2 separate regions of the Hordeum vulgare genome follow, and region 1 is linked to region 2. The links are chromatin contacts, called in public Hi-C maps. All regions are on one chromosome and are shown on one strand. Each heading gives the region's core, a stretch centred on a gene start, on an enhancer-like site or on the middle of the called end of the contact. The rest is flanking DNA. Distances are from core to core; before and after follow the strand shown.

The links. Hi-C and Micro-C count contacts between places; a contact is called where the count stands out from the background.
Region 1: a contact with region 2 is called in a Hi-C map of leaf, with 3 times the contacts expected there. The contact joins the enhancer-like site here to the promoter of LOC123427342 in region 2. A contact is called at or near these places in 4 of 6 Hi-C or Micro-C datasets (leaf, seedling and an unstated tissue).

The regions. Positions count from the first base shown.
Region 1 is chr2H:568,814,911-568,817,937 of MorexV3_pseudomolecules_assembly, forward strand. No RefSeq gene overlaps it. Among protein-coding and RNA genes, the nearest start is that of LOC123430577, 50 kb to the right of the region's middle. Within about 2 kb of position 1,656, at least 2 of the 3 cell types and tissues checked have open chromatin away from gene starts, as enhancers often do. A contact at or near this core is called in leaf, where this site is marked.
Region 2 is chr2H:568,738,464-568,741,568 of MorexV3_pseudomolecules_assembly, forward strand. It overlaps LOC123427342 (probable ascorbate-specific transmembrane electron transporter 2), which reads right to left and starts at 1,617. Exons shown (of 4, transcript XM_045111359.1): 1 at 1,210-1,617; 2 at 327-375; 3 at 1-177. The coding sequence starts at 1,359.

The DNA.
Region 1 (3,027 bases), core at 406-2,905, 76 kb after region 2:
TATATTGAAGTATTAAAATATAACATATGTACACATGTTAGGCTTTAATTGGGCTTGTAACTAGCATATGGTTAGGTGTTTCAGTCGAGCATTAATAACGCAAGTCTATTACAATAGAACATCGCACGATAGTAATTTAGACTAGACACACAAGCTAACAGCTTGACCGAGACCACGAGAGAGACGTTTTGGATGACCATGATAGGGGTGGCCGAACCAATTATGGTGTTCGTCACAAGCTTATTGTTGGCTGTATCATGCGAGTGCGGTGTAGAATATTAAATACATATATTCTAAATTATTATTATTATTTTTAATTGATCATCCCACACTAAAAAATGTAAATATAGTGTAAACATGTCCGCTCAACATTCAAAAAACTTTTTCACCATTCAACTTTTTTTATAAAATGTTCACATGTTTAAAAAACATATGCCACATTAAAACAAGTAATATAAAAAGTAAATAAATATTTTTATAATTTTAAAATATATTTCGTACCATTCAAAACCATAGACGTTACATTCTGAACAATGTTCATCTGGTTCAAAAATATTGTTTGTGTCATTTAAGAAAATGTTTATCCAATGTATCAAAAAATTCACAGTTAAAAAAATAATGTCTCGTATCATACAAAACATGTTTTAACATGTATTCACAAAAATGAAAAAGTATTAAAAAAGTTTATCATGTACGTAAAAATGTAAAGTATATATAATAAAATATTTTAGATGAATAAAAAAATACAAGAGGTATACAAAAGTGAGGTATAAAACTATATATTTGATTCTTTAACGTTTATAGAAAATCATACTGATGTATACTAAAAATGAATAAGGTGTAAGCCAAACATAGATATATGTTGACAAAACAAAATGAAAAGCAAACTAGGACAAAATAAAACCAACAAAAACAAAAAAAAAGACTTAAGAAAAAAATGAAAATGAAAATAAACAACAACATGGTAAACTGAACAACCACAAATTAGAAGTCTGGTAACCATCCATTGTTGGCGATTCCTAATATGAATCGGTACAAGCAGCACATAGTCCTATGCAGCACTGCCGTCGCAAGTGAACGATCCGGCGCCTGCAGTTCTGCTAGAATGGACGGCCAGCTAGAGTGCTGTCCAGATTTTTTTCTATTTGTAGACCTTTTTGTTACGGAAAAACTATAAAATCAAAAAATGTGTACAGATTTAAAGAAAAAAGGTTCATCCATTTGGAAAAAAAGTTCATATCTTAAAACAAATCATCAATTTAAAAATAAGTTCACTATAAATGAAAAAAAGTTCATCCATTTTAGGAAAAATCACTAAATATTTATAAATTTCAATAAATATACAAAAGTTCATAAAAATTAAAAAAATAGTTCCTGTATCTTTTTTCTAAAAGTTCGTTGAACTGAAAAAAGTTCATAAACCTTTAAAAAGTTCATCCATTTACAAATATATTTCATCAATTTCAAAAAAAATATTGATATTCAAACAAGTTCATCAATTTTAAAAAGTATTCGTTAAAATTTTAAAAAAGTTCATCGATATTCAAAAAAGTTCAAAGATTTCTAAAACAAAAGACAAACATCTATATCGGCCGGCCCAGTTCGAACGTCATAGGCACCAGTTAACAAAAATGTACCTTAACTGGCGCCAAATAGAAAATGCCGCCACTATTTATCGGATTAAGCGATTGCTGCAGGATGCCTCACTGAAGGTTCCAACGTAACTGGGCCAGCCCAATTCGTGCGCGAGTCTATTTGAAGTAAAAAAGAGAAGCGTACAAAGGTAGAACCAGTGATCTACATGCAGTTCACACTCGCTATTAGGCACCCGTCCAACTCGCAACCTTGTTAGGTGGAAGGGGAGAGCCCAACTTGAGACCATTAGACCTAGGTTTTTGTCTTGGTTTTCTAATATATCTTTTATTTTCTACTCCGTTTTTCATTCCTTTTTGCATTTTGTTTTCTTTGTTTTACTTTTATTTTTTCTTTGTTTTACTTTTATAAAAAAAATTGGATTCTCTGTTATTTTTGTTTTTATTTCCATTTTTCTATTTTATTTTGTTCTTATACATTTTTTGAAATACTTTTTAAACATTTTTGAATACTTGTTGAACATTTTAATACACATGATCAATATTTCTTTCAAAATACTTGTTCAACAATTGTCTAAAACTTGTTCAACATTCTTTAAATACTTATTTAACATTTTGATACACATGACCAACATTGTTTTCAAATACTTATTCAATATTAATTTTAAATACTTGTTCAACATTTTTTAATATTTCCCAACATTTTTAAATACTAGTAGGACATTTGCCAAATACTTGTTCCATACTTTTATATGCATGACCAACATTTTTTCAAATATTTCTTTCGTATTTTTAGAATATTTGTTTAACATTTTTCAAATAATTGGCAACATTCTAAATTCATTGTGGAATAAATATATTTTAAATATTTCTTAAGAGTTCTTTTGTAATATATATATTTGTAAAATTTTCAGATTAGAGACAAAAGTAAAAAAAACAAAAAAAGTGAAAATAAAAGCAAACGGAGAACTGGTTGGAGTTCCCCGCACGCGTGGGCTGGCCCGACTAGCGGTTCCCTTCAGCGACTCAGTGACTCCTCTCGCGTAACACGAGAGATAGGCGTTCCCTAGTCCTGGCACAGGATGTTTTGGTTTCAGTTTTGCTTTTCCCTTTTATTAAAGACTAGCAAAAGGGCCCATGCGTTGCCACGGGAGAAAAAAAATACCACACGCTTTTAATCTTTTATAATCATTTTGATTTATTAAAATAATAAGCTAACTAACTAATGTAGTCAGTCCTATCTTATTTTGTTAAGAAATCAACCCGTCCATTGTTAATTCCACCATGATGAGAAATTGAGCGGGACAAGCAAAGCAAAACAAAGAGGCTACGTGAATTGATCAATGGACTGTTATCTTATTTCACTCATGGGATAGAGAATGTGGGATCAGATGACAAACTGAAGGTGGTGTTTGTTGGAATTATGCCTTAGAGG
Region 2 (3,105 bases), core at 367-2,866:
CGATCCCGAGCCAGGAGTGCAAGCTGTAGAGGTTTGCGATGCCGCTGTCGTTGTGGAACTTGAAGGCGCAGTAGATCCCGACGGCGCCGAGGACGATGGCGATCGCGTGGAGGATCAGGTGGGTCAGCTTGGCAGTATCGTGGTTCAGTCCCGGAAATACCTTGTAGACCATTATGGCTGCCAGAGTGGATTGTTTGAGAGTAATTAACCTATCTGTGTTCTACTCCGACAGAAAAAATGAACATTTGATGGTCTTGAAATACACTTGTACAGTACCACCGACAGAAAAAAGATCAGGGGATTCTTGTACGGTTCTTTAACCTTACCTTCACTGCCGAGGATAATGAAACCGATCAGCATAAGAACAGGGTGGACCTGCATTTTACAGCACAAGAAAATATGAACATTTGATGGTCTTGAAATAACAACGCAATTAAGCTAAATTTGGGCACACTACTACGGCCACAAAGGCATAATAAAAACAGCATCAACCACTGGGTTTTTCAGTGATCCGATCGGGACTGGCAGGCAAGGGGGCAGAGAATTTAATTGGGCTCGTGTGCGAAAAGTCAGACGCTCCAGCAAAACTTGCACTACTACGCGAAATATGAATCCGATCGAGGATATTGTAAACAAAAAAAATCCTCACGACTCTAGGTTGGAACAGCAGGCCAATATGGCAATATTCAAGTACCCTACCATTGAAAACAGGATGGTTTTCCATGTGCTCTGTCCAATCTTATTTATGCTTTGAAGTCTCAGCGCTATTTTATGGGGTCCAATTAATTTCTGATCTGCAGGTGCCAGAACATTAATTGACAAGGGACATGAGCTAGCTGCAGCAAATCGAGATTCAAGAGCACTTGAGTTTTTCAATTGCAGCATTTTTCCCATTTCGAACATTGGTTCTTCCCTGGATACTAGCCTTGCAGCACGTTGAATCAATCAGACACAACACAAGACAGAAAACCAACAGCTCGAAGCTAGAGCAGAGGCGAGGCTGTTCATCTGATACGGGAGCAGGACTAATTTTTCCCTACCACGACCTCAAGGCAGGCATCGAACAGACACGACGATCCCATAATTCTCTTTGCTTCTAGAGCCGCCACGGTGATGTGACTTGCAACCGAAGTGATCGTAAGCATATGCCTATCCGATGGGGCCGGTTTGCAACAGGGGAAAAGAAGGAAAACCAGAGCGACGGCTTACGTTGAAGATGAGGTTCTTGTTGGCCGCCTCGAAGGCGAGGCCGCCGCGGAAGTGGATGCACCAGACGAGCACCATGGCCGCCGCCGCCGCGGCCAGCGCGTGCGCCGCGTAGGTGAACGGCGTCGCCTTCACGCCCAACGCGACCGCCATCTCGCCCCGCACACCAGCGTCCTCTTCCTTCTTCTTCTTCCTCTGGTCCCCGGTAGGGGCAGGCGCAGCTCACTCTCTGCCTGCCTGCGTGCTAGAAGCAGCGAGAGGAAAGCCGAGTCTTGGCTTTTGCTTTCGCCTCTTTCGCTTCGTGCTTGTTGTGATGTGTGGATGGCTTCCGTTGGTCCTGACTCCTAAGCAATAAGATGCTGACAAGCCCGTGAAGGCGTCTTCATCCATGCGTGGATCTGGCCGAGAGGTAGACACGAGATTTGACGGGAAGGTTTTACCCGCACGATCTGAATTTCTGCATCCTTCCGTGGAAACTCCCAAGTAAACAAACGAACAAACAAAACGGAAGGTGGTTGGCATGGCAGCGTACTCGAGGTTTTCTTTTTGCGGCTGTCCAACAGCAAATACTTTCCGTTAATTAACTGTATAATAGTGTAAGTAAGAGCGCGATCATACTGTCTGGCCACGAAGGCTACAAGCCTGATGATTAAGCCAAGTGGGCATTTTCCTTTTCCATTCGAGTTGCTGAAATGGAAGTTGGGCGCTGGATGCCATGGTTGATTCTCCCCGTGATCGCCAGTAACGGGATTGGGGGAAACACTCTCTGCCGGCGCCGGCCCAACTGTTGGGCCGGTCGAGCTTTAGCCGTCAGATTTGGCCTCCTTGAGCCGTCAGATCCCGTCATCCCCATCCCTCCTATCTTTAATCTAGAGGCCCGCCTCGCACGCGCCGACCGCCTCGCCTCACCTCCTCACCGCTGGTCGCCCTTCACCGTCGGCCGCCGTCCTCGCACCGGTCGCCGCCTTCACCTATGTCGCCTTCTGTGCGTTTTTAACCTCCATGGATGTAGCAGCGTGCGCTCATGGTTGCAACCCTTGTAAAAAACAATACGGTTGCATCAAAATAGAACGACAAATGTAGCAAAATTGTATAATAGTTGCAGCATTTCCCATCATGGTTGCAACTCGCCCATGTCAATGGTTATAGCAAAAAACAATACGGTTGCAACAATAAAAAATGATCGATGTAGCAAATTTGTACAATGATAGCAGCATTTTCCATTATGGTTGCAACTCGCTCATGCCAACGGTTGTAGCAAAAAAAAAATACGGTTGCAGCAAAAAAGAATGACTGATGTAGCAAATTTGTATAATGGTTGCAACATTTTTTTCATCATGGTTGCAACTCCGGCTACAAAACTCCGGCGAAGTTTGGTTGCAACTCTCATGGACGTGGTTGTAACTTCGGTTATCAACGGTTGAAGCTTTTTTTATGCCGTTTGAAGCTTTTTGCACACCGCTTGTAGCTTTTTTTAATAGATGCATACACACAGTCATGTCATCTCCCCTGTGGCTCGGCCCGAGCACCGGCGATGGTGGTTTTGCAGCAGCGCCAGCGAAGGGTACGAGGGCGTGCGGCGGTGCCTACGGGGGAGGGGGCGACGGCGGCATGTGCAAAGGGAACGCTAACGAACGTACGAGGGCGTGCGACAGCGCCAACACGGGGGAGGGGGCGACGGCGGCATGCACAGAGGAGAAGAACGCGACGGCGGCGCCTGAACGGGGGAGGGGGCGACGGCGACCTGCGCAGAGGGGAAGCACACGACGGCGACGCCTGCGCTGGGGGAGGGGGCGACGGCGACCTGCGCGGGGGGATGGCGGCGCCTGAGCGGGGAAGGGGGCGACGGCGACCTGCGCAAAGGGGAAGCGCACGACGGCGGCGCCTGCGCGGGGGAAG